Regions from separate parts of the Xenopus laevis genome. Here region 1 is linked to region 2. A link is a contact called in public Hi-C data. All regions are on one chromosome and are shown on one strand. Each heading gives the region's core, a stretch centred on a gene start, on an enhancer-like site or on the middle of the called end of the contact. The rest is flanking DNA. Distances are from core to core; before and after follow the strand shown. Region 1 overlaps tmem123.L (porimin). Region 2 holds the start of birc2.L (baculoviral IAP repeat containing 2 L homeolog).

What was found. A called contact is a pair of places that touch in the nucleus more often than the background predicts.
Region 1: a Hi-C map of the XTC cell line shows a contact between it and region 2, with 3 times the contacts expected there. The contact joins the enhancer-like site here to the promoter of birc2.L in region 2. A contact is called at or near these places in 2 of 4 Hi-C or Micro-C datasets (the XL177 cell line and the XTC cell line).

What each region holds. Positions count from the first base shown.
Region 1 is chr2L:168,722,294-168,727,177 of Xenopus_laevis_v10.1, forward strand. It overlaps tmem123.L (porimin), which reads right to left. Exons shown (of 5, transcript XM_018247756.2): 5 at 2,244-4,884. Among protein-coding and RNA genes, the nearest start is that of tmem123.L, 34 kb to the right of the region's middle. Within about 2 kb of position 3,483, at least 1 of the 7 cell types and tissues checked has an H3K27ac peak or open chromatin away from gene starts, as enhancers often do.
Region 2 is chr2L:168,666,919-168,671,416 of Xenopus_laevis_v10.1, forward strand. It overlaps birc2.L (baculoviral IAP repeat containing 2 L homeolog), which reads left to right and starts at 1,788. Exons shown (of 10, transcript NM_001093264.1): 1 at 1,788-1,847.

The sequences.
Region 1 (4,884 bases), core at 2,233-4,732, 57 kb after region 2:
TGGCGCGAATCGGCCTCGGGGTGCGCAGATCTGCAATCCAGGTCTGACAGACACACAAACATGTGGCACAAATAAGCCAAGAGGGACCGTAAGAAGCACAGACAAATGAAAATGGAGGCTGTGTAGGTGTAAGAAGCGGTTTGTTTGAGCAGCCAGTATCAATACCAATATTGCTAATGAAACTAATAAATACAGTCGTTTACATTGATATGTTCATGTATGGCTTTGGATGCCTTTAGTGGCTGCAGGCTTTAGTTGTCCTTTAATATCCAGCCAAGACCCAACAAAACTAACGAAAAAAAAGTTTGAATCAACCCAGTTACAAATAGTGTATTTTGCATTGCATTAATTAGATGTTTGCTAAGGTCAAATATGCTCAACATACAATAACCTAAGTGAGGCGTTATAGGATTAGACCTCGTGCTTAGTAATGCCGAGTCCAACCGTAGCCACAACTAGAATGAGTCACACGACTAGTCACAGGAGAAGCAAAATAAATAATGGGGTTTGAATTACAGCAATTGGCAATGAGGTTCTTCACCATGATTCACTATGACTTAACTTGTCCTGCAGTATTCTGGGTAATAATGGGGAATTTATACTGGGGCAGCATTTATATACCCAGTGTGGGTGGCACAGTAGTGCTGAATTGCAGCACTGGGGTCCGGAGTTCGACTCTAAAGTTACATAGTAAGTTAGGTTGAAAAAACACACGTCCGCGAAGTTCAACCTTAAAGTGCATGTAAACAGTTGTGGTTCTGTTTGTCACATGCTGTTCGTCCACATGCCTTTTCTCTAGGACAAGAAGATATGGTTGGCCAGTGGGGTTCAAGCGATCAGATTGCACATTTAGGCAGGAAAAAAAAAACACGTTTAGCAAGTTTAACTTTTTTTCTGGAACCTGCTGGTTATTTCAGAAAATATTTGAAAAGCCTTAAAGGAATAAAGTTCCTTACTGAGTCTAAAAGGACAATTGTAGCAGTCCCTGCGTCAGCTTTGTGAGTGAACTTCAGTAACCCTGTATTCCCTCACTTGCTAAACACCATCCAACCCCTTCTCAAAGCTATCTAATGTATCAGCCTGTACCACTGATTCAGGGAGAGAATTCCACATCTTCACACCTCTCACTGTAACAAACCTTTTCTGAATATCAAGAATCTCCTTTTTTCTAAAAGGACCTACTGGTAAATAAAGGCCCGGGAAGGTTATTATATTAATTCTCTCATCATATCTGAACTGGGAGTCAAAGTAGGCCAGCCCTGGCCCGATTCAAATCACTTCATAACTCTGCCCCTCCCTACATCTCTGAACTCATCTCTATATACTCACCCAACCGCTTACTACGTTCCTCTACTGACCTGCTACTCAACTCTTCTCTCATTACCTCCTCACATGCTCACATTCAAGACTTTGCAAGGACTGATTTTACAGGGCTATGCAATATGTTGGGGCTCTAAAAATACTTGTTAATAATAATTATGTCATCCTATATTTACACACAATTATTATATCCCCCCTTAAGGCCTTCTTTGGCCTTTATTAAATACAATTATATTCCGTTTGAGCACTGGACACCAAAATGGCACAGCAAATTCTAAATGGGGCCTTACCAGTGCTTAGTTAAGAGGGAAAATGTCCCTTTCTTCCCCTTTAATAAAGATCAATACTTGGTTTGCCCTTCCTGCTGCTGACTGGCATGGCTTGCTACAGCCAAGTTAATTAGCCAACAAGGGTATAATTGGCTGCATACTTTTACATCCGAAGTAAATAACTTTATATTTATTTATTTGTTACTAAGCCACCCAGATTACTCGACTCCTCAATTAGATACAATAAAGAAAAATAAATTCAATAAAGAAAAGAATTGATTGTGCACACTCTGAACCTACAACTTTTTACTATTGGTATCAGTTAAAACATTTTTGAGATTAGTCTGTGCATGTAAAGCGATCAGTTCCTCAACAGTGACCAATCAGAGTGGAGGTATGGCCGATTATGGCATTGCCAAAACGGGCCAAATCAGCAATACGGTTCTACTTGGCTCACAGTGGAGAGTCATAAATCTGCCCAATCAGATAGCAGTTGAAATCACTGTATAGGTTTGCTAAACTCTTGCTGTGATATAAAACTCTCTTGAGACTATTATATAGATCTCCTGTACCGTTCCAAATAGGGACCAGCGTGTACTTTATATATCCAAGTAAGAAAAAAATCGAATTCAAAACATGGACCCCAAGACAGACTAGTGCAAATTATCCTTTTTATTAAACCAAAACTCAGGATCATTATATTCACATATTCCTTAAAGCAAAAGTCACATATAAAATATAAACTGCTGAAAGCCATATATCTGAGCAGCTAATTGTTTCCCATTTCTTTGTCATGCAAATTAAATTCTTCCGGATATTGCACTGTACAATGGGAGGGGGAAAATTAAAAGCGTTTTACAAAATTACTTAAAAAATACAAACTATTTTCCACTCCCAAAACAATAGCTTTGTATAATAAATCTCCTCATAAAGAAAGTGAAAGTTTAGGGTTATACAAAATGTACAAACAGACACCAGTCCCCGACTTTCAGGAGAACGATTTGGTCGTAGCTTGGTAGAAATGACTTGACATGTCCCTAAAGGGCTGACAAAATCTATTTTGTCCCGAGTGAATATAAAATTTGTTTTAGGAACGTAACCGTTATGGAATGGTGAGTGCTTTAAGCCACTGACTAATGGCATCCACCTGTAACTGTGCAGATTTCAGCCCAGGGTACTTCATGATTGGTGGATAAGCTTGATGCCAATGGTATAAGGCACTTTTTTGGGGGGAGGGGGGGTTAATTTCAGAGCTATGTGAGCTTATTTTAAAACCTTGAATGAACTCACAACTCGAATAGTTTCTTATTTAAGAAAAAAACTTGAATCAGCAAGTTTGGGGGTTGACAACTAGAAAACTTGAATTGATCAAGTTTTTGGTGAAACCCACGAAACCTTGGTGTTTTTTTCGGATTCAAGCTATTTCCAGGTTGGGGGGTATAACCAATCTTGAAAAATTCTAGTTTAAAAAAAAAAAAATATGCTTGAAAAATTCAAGTTTCTTTTTTCTTTAAACGTGAAAATTCAAGGCTTTTTTTTAATAACCTTCAAAACTCAAATTTTTCATGGAAACTCGAACCTTAATAAATCTGCCCCTTGTTGTTGGCCACGTGCAACATTAACCTTAGAAAAGGTAATATATCCTACATAGTAGTGATGTGCGGATCGAGAATTTCTCAACCCGCTTCCGAACCCTAACCCGCCCCCTCCCAAAACTGCACCTGCCACCGCTGCTGCCCTATATTTATAGACCCACGCCCACCCGTCTATAAATTCCGACACCGGAAGCCGAAACTGCTAGGTCGTGGGCCAGGAGAGCAGGAGAAGAGGTCGACCTGGACCCGCCCGAACATTTTCTGCAGGAGTCGGCCCGAACCTGGCCATTCCACGGGTAAACTGCCTGTATAGGGCCAGGCCGCACATCACTAAAGTGCGGACACCTGCAGGTTAGGCAGATTCGAACCGACTTCCACAGACTATTGCAGGGTCGCAGGCTCTGGGTTGAGCTCTTCTTTCTGCTTTCTCCACCAGTAAATACACTGATGGCGCCAGCCTCTATTTGAAGCTAAGTGTCTGCCCTGACCCCTTTTTGTGACATCAGAGACGGCGGGTCAGATGAGCTGCCGCACCACAAGTAGGGTTCGGAGGGATCGAGTTAGGGTCCAATTTTTTTGTGATCCGCACATCACTACTACATAAGCTCATTCTAACTGGATTTTCCACCTATTATTATTATTAAGTGATGGATTTTGGGACGTGAAGTCCCTTTGTTTATGCATGCTGGTAGAATCATTGGTAAAAAAAAAAAAAAAAGCTTACGGTGACACCTTTTGGAAGCAGTAGAGAATTACAAGCTACAAATTTATCCAACATATTTGCAGGTCAGTTGCAGGCACCAATGAAGCCAAAATCATCAGAAACATAATCCTCAAAGCATGAAGCCTTTGCTTGCACATAATATTCAATATTTGGGGAGCACAACGGCACAATCCAGTCACAATAATGCCAACAGCGACCCCTATAGGAAGCAGTGAAGAATTCCAAACTATAAGAACTGCAGTTCAGTTGCGGATATGTTACATCAAAAAGGAACACGATCTTTACCCAAATAAAAGAAACATAAATCATGCAGAATTGCTTCCAAGAATATACGGTGTGATAATTAGGGAGCTTGTGTCAATAAACACAATAACCTGAAGTATATTTTATATTTGATGCAACTGTAAAGTTTGTAGGTGGGATTTTGGATCACCTCTCTGGAAGTATGGCTGGGGATGAAAATGCCATTCTACAGCAGCCTATGCCTAAACCTTGTTATGATTGGTGGGTTTGATAAACAATCGCAAGCCATATGGACGTCACCGACTGCAGGTCAAACACATCCAATGAGAGCACGGCACAGACAAATGCACTTTAGACAAATAAAAGCCATAAAGCAGCCTAGAAATAGATGCAAAGAGAAAAGCAAGTTTCATTTCCTTATCATGCGACAGGTAAAAGTGCAAGTATTGATTTGTCTCAGGTGAGGCAGCAGAAAAGCATTTGCCATATCATTATTCCCGTGTGACCGGCTATGAATACACAATCATTACACAGGGGGACACCAATGCCTAGTAACCTTCTGTGTAAGAACCTCAGTGGGACTTCCCGCTTCAGTACACAATATAAACAAACAAGGTTTCCAAGATATTCAGAATCAAATTCTACCCAGAAAACTGTCCGTGCGAAACTGGTGCAATTATACAGAATAAAGCTGACAGAGGAGAATCCTTTGGAGAATATCAATCCTTTTGGG
Region 2 (4,498 bases), core at 538-3,037:
TTAGGGCCTCATGGGGCCCCTATACCTCCTGGGCCCCCTGCAGCCGCAGGGTCTGCTTCCTCTATAGTTACGCCCCTGGTCCCAGGCATTTAAAATGCCTAGAGGCCCAAACAGTGTTCCACCAGCCCACTAAATAGTGAGTGTTTATGGCATCTTATATCAGCCCCTCTGGCATTTGCTAGAACTTTCAGATTGCCTGTCCGGGCCTGCCCACAATGCATTCTTCCCAACATTTCAAAATTAGAAAGAGGGACAACGTTCTGCCGTACGTAGTGCAGTGAAAACGTTTTTTGACCATGCCTGTTTTGTGGCCACAACCTCCTAAATGCCTTGTCAATTTTACAAAATTTGCCAGGTTATGGAAAGTTTAAACACACTTTTGGGGTTTTAGGGCAGAGACAGACGTGAAGCTTCAGGGGGATTTTATCACCTGGCGCCTAATCACCTCTTCTTCAGGCAAATAATTTCCCCGAAAAGCCTTCCCGCCAGCCAGCGCGGAATCTGTCATAGGAGCCGTCTGAGGCGGCTCCTGCAATGCCGCCCCCCCCTTCGCCGGCTTACCTGTTGGGAGGGGAGGCAGAAACATTAGTGCGGAGAGCTCAATTGCGCTCTCTCGCAATAGTATAGCCCGATCTCCCTAAAAAACAGAAATTTTGCTCTTAAAGGTGCAGAAGTGGCTTTTTGCCGCCCCTGGAAACTTCTCTGGCGCTGCCGCCTGAGGCGAGCGCCCCTGCCGCCAGCTAGAATGTAAATCGCCGATGGGATGGCAGTCAGAGCACTTCGTTTTCCGATGTTCCTCGTGAGGCAACTTCGGAAAACGAAATGCTCCAAGTGCCATCCTACTGGCGATTTCGATTCTAGCCGCCGGGGAGGCCGATCGGGGACATTAGTCGCCCGAAGAAGTGGCGTTTAGTCAGTTTTGCTGATGAAGGAGAAATTGCTGCAAGTTACAGTTCTCCCAAGATACAATCGTATCTTTTCTTCTCTTAAATAGTTAAAAAAGTGCAGCTCGTGGGTGTTCTGTCAGAAAACCTCTCGTTTCAATTAGTTTTAAAAGCTTTGTATATTTTTCCAGTCACTACAGGAGATCAAAGATAGACTCTTGACCTTCACCTCTTTAATTTAGATTGGGACACAGGGGGGTTTTTTTTAGTCACGTGAAAGGTTACGTAATATTAATTCCTCAAACTACGGCCCGGGAAAGTCCCTTTTGCCTTGACGCGTGCGTAGGAGGGGAATTTACAGAAACAGAAAACGTTCCCATAGAATTCCCCCGGATTTCCAAACCAAAACGAGCTTCAGACTATTTAAAACGAACGTACATCGAAGCCCAAATCTATTCATTCGCGTTACTGAAAAATAAGTCGGATCGTACCTGATTTTAACGTAAAACTAAAAAGACACGTCGCAACAAATAAGTGGCGCATGCGCGCATGTAACCGGGACGCCATGTTACAGCAAAGGTAAGGGCTGCGGCTTCGCTTCTCTTTACAGGCTCTGGGTTTGTCGCCTTTCAGCGCACTCTGTGAAATTTTATTAATGGCGGGTGGAAACAAATGAAGACGGCGGAAAAAAAAGGGTGTGAAGGGAAAATGGTGGTCGTGCCTCACAGCGAGTGTTCTGTCAGGTAGAAGTCGACATTGTGGGCTGGTTTCGTTTGCCGAGAAGTCTAAACGGACGCAATTGTGTCAAAGGACAATTACACAATAAACAACTGGGGGGTGGGCCCAAAGCAGCTTTATAAAAATGGCAAAACTTAAACTCTGTTCTTTTCAAGCGGATGTGGAGTGAAGAACGCTTCCGGCCCCTCCCCTCGTCAGCACAGGGTGGGCCGCTTTATAGTTCAGGTGAGTATAATGCAGTTGCCACACGACGCAGGACACGTCAGCTTATTGGCAGTGTGAAATCTCAATTTTTGTTTATTTTTAAACTTTCGTATGTTTCTTTCTGGACCTGGATTTTTTCATTGATAAAACTATTATTATTAGAAGGATTCCCCCCCAATGGCATAGTTCAAAGAGAGTGTGTTGCCTGGCAACAGCGCCTCACTGATACCTGGATATAAGGACCTCGGCTACAATGTATGGATGCTGCTGCCTTTCATGATAATTCCTCTGTGCTGGTCAACTGGTTATTAAGGGTTTTTTTTCATCTTTAGCTTTATGCAGTCAGTGATGTTCTGAGACTTTTTTCAGTTTGTTATTTTGTGGTTTTTTAATTATTTTAAGAATTGTATGTATGTATATTTTTATTTGTAAAGCGCTCCTTGAGGGCAAAGCACTGTACAACAAAACAATAAATTAGTAGTAACAAACAAGGGGTCATTGGAATAAAAAGTACCAATAAGTGCATTATTAGAATACAATTCACATAAATATAAAACATAATTACAATGCAGCCAAACTTGAAGTTCCAAATTTATCATTTCCACTTTTTATTATACTTTTTGTTTAGGTCGCCTGCTGTTCATATTACAGTCTCTCATTCAAGCCATTACCTGGTTGCAGTCTTGGACTGGCCCACCGGGATACCAGCTAAACTCGTGGTGGGCCCAGGTGTTAAAGGGCCCTTGTGCTGCTAAAGATTTGGCCTATTTCATGGCCGTTTCCTATTTCTTTGAGAACAAAGAGGCTAAATAGATGAAATAATAGATAATACACAAAAGCCATGAATATCCTGTAAATTATATCCTTATAAACGGTGAGTTCTGATGTCATCAGCAGCAGCTATCTGGTTGCTAGTGTCTGCGTTACCCTGGCAACCAGGCAGTGTTGGACTGAGACACCAGGGGCCCATCCAAAAACCTTAGACCAGGGGCCCATCCCAAAACCTTACACTAGGGGCCCACCCAAGAACCATAGACCAAGGGCCCACTCTCAGTATTATTATTATTCATCTCCTCACTCAACCGCTATTCTCCTAGTCTCTATTCTTTACATATTATATAGTGAATAAAGTAAACCCTCTTATAATATATAAGGATATTATAAGTTACCGAGGAGTTTCATGACTATATAAATTTATACAGGTCATGGAACTCCGAGGTAACTTCTAATATCCTCATATTTTACAACTGGGGGTACTTTATTTATTATAATACACACGTTTCAGTGAGTCATGTGACCGAAATGACATCAGAACTCACCATTTATAACTGATGACATCAGAACTCACCGTTTATAAGGATATAATTTACAGGATATTCATGGCTTTTGTGTATTATCTATTATTTCATCTATTTAGCCTCTTTGTTCTCAAAGAAATAGGAAACGGCCATGAAATAGGCCAAATCTTTAGCAGCACAAGGGCCCTTTAACACCTGGGCCCACCACGAGTTTAGCTGGTATCCCGGTGGGCCAGTCCAAGACTGCAACCAGGTAATGGCTTGAATGAGAGACTGTATTATGAACAGCAGGCGACCTAAACAAAAAGTATAATAAAAAGTGGAAATGATAAATTTGGAATTTCAAGTTTGGCTGCTGGGGTCAGTGATCCCTATTTGAATAAGGCAGAAGAGGACGGCAAATAATTCAGAAGGACACTAAAAAGTTTAATATGAATAGGACATTCTATAATATACTAAAAGTTACCTTTGAACTGATTTTTATGACTATGAGATCATTAAAATAGTTAGTGGTCTGATTGCAAGGTATCACTTAAAAAACTGTGAACTTTAGTTATTTAAGTTAAAAGTGAAAATACACACTAAAATTACATTGTAACATTATTCAGATAGTCTTTACTTTAAAGAGATACTGCCACCAGAATTTGTGTTTTTTTACATCTATCATAAAATTGGCTTTACATGCTACTTATAAATTTATTTATAATGACCTATAGGTAACTTTTAATGTACAATCATATTTTATGCTTAAAGGTGAACTACCTCTATAATGATTATCTATGTTGTAGACCATTTTGCCTCTGAAGAGGAAGATAACTGATAAAATATGAATTAAAACATATCCTTGGGATTAAATGGCTTTTCTATAAAAAGAGTAATTGGAAATTGTCTCGCAATATGATTGCCTGCATAATACTACAATGTAATATTAGTATGCATTTCCACTTTAAACCTGTATTTTCATAATTAAAGGTTACAAATCCTTTGCTTTAGTGACACCTTGTGAGCAGACATTGTAACATGATTTTTATAACCTCAATAAAAAGGAATGATCTAACTTCAGATATATAAAGTTGATTAAAAAGAGGGGATCTGACTTCTGTCAGTATTCAATTTTTGTATAGGAGAAAGGATCAGTTTTTGATCAGAAAAAAACACAAAGTTTGATGATTTTTATAACCATAAGTTCATTAAAATAGTGAAAATATTAAATTTATTGTAATATTTGCCTTACATTTCTGGATCTTTCCAGCTTTCATCTAGGAAATCGGGTCACTGACCCTGACAGACAAAAATCAATCGCTGTATGCGCCTTCAAATATTTTTATTTTTTATTACTTATCTTTATACTTAGGCCTCTCTTATTCATCTTCA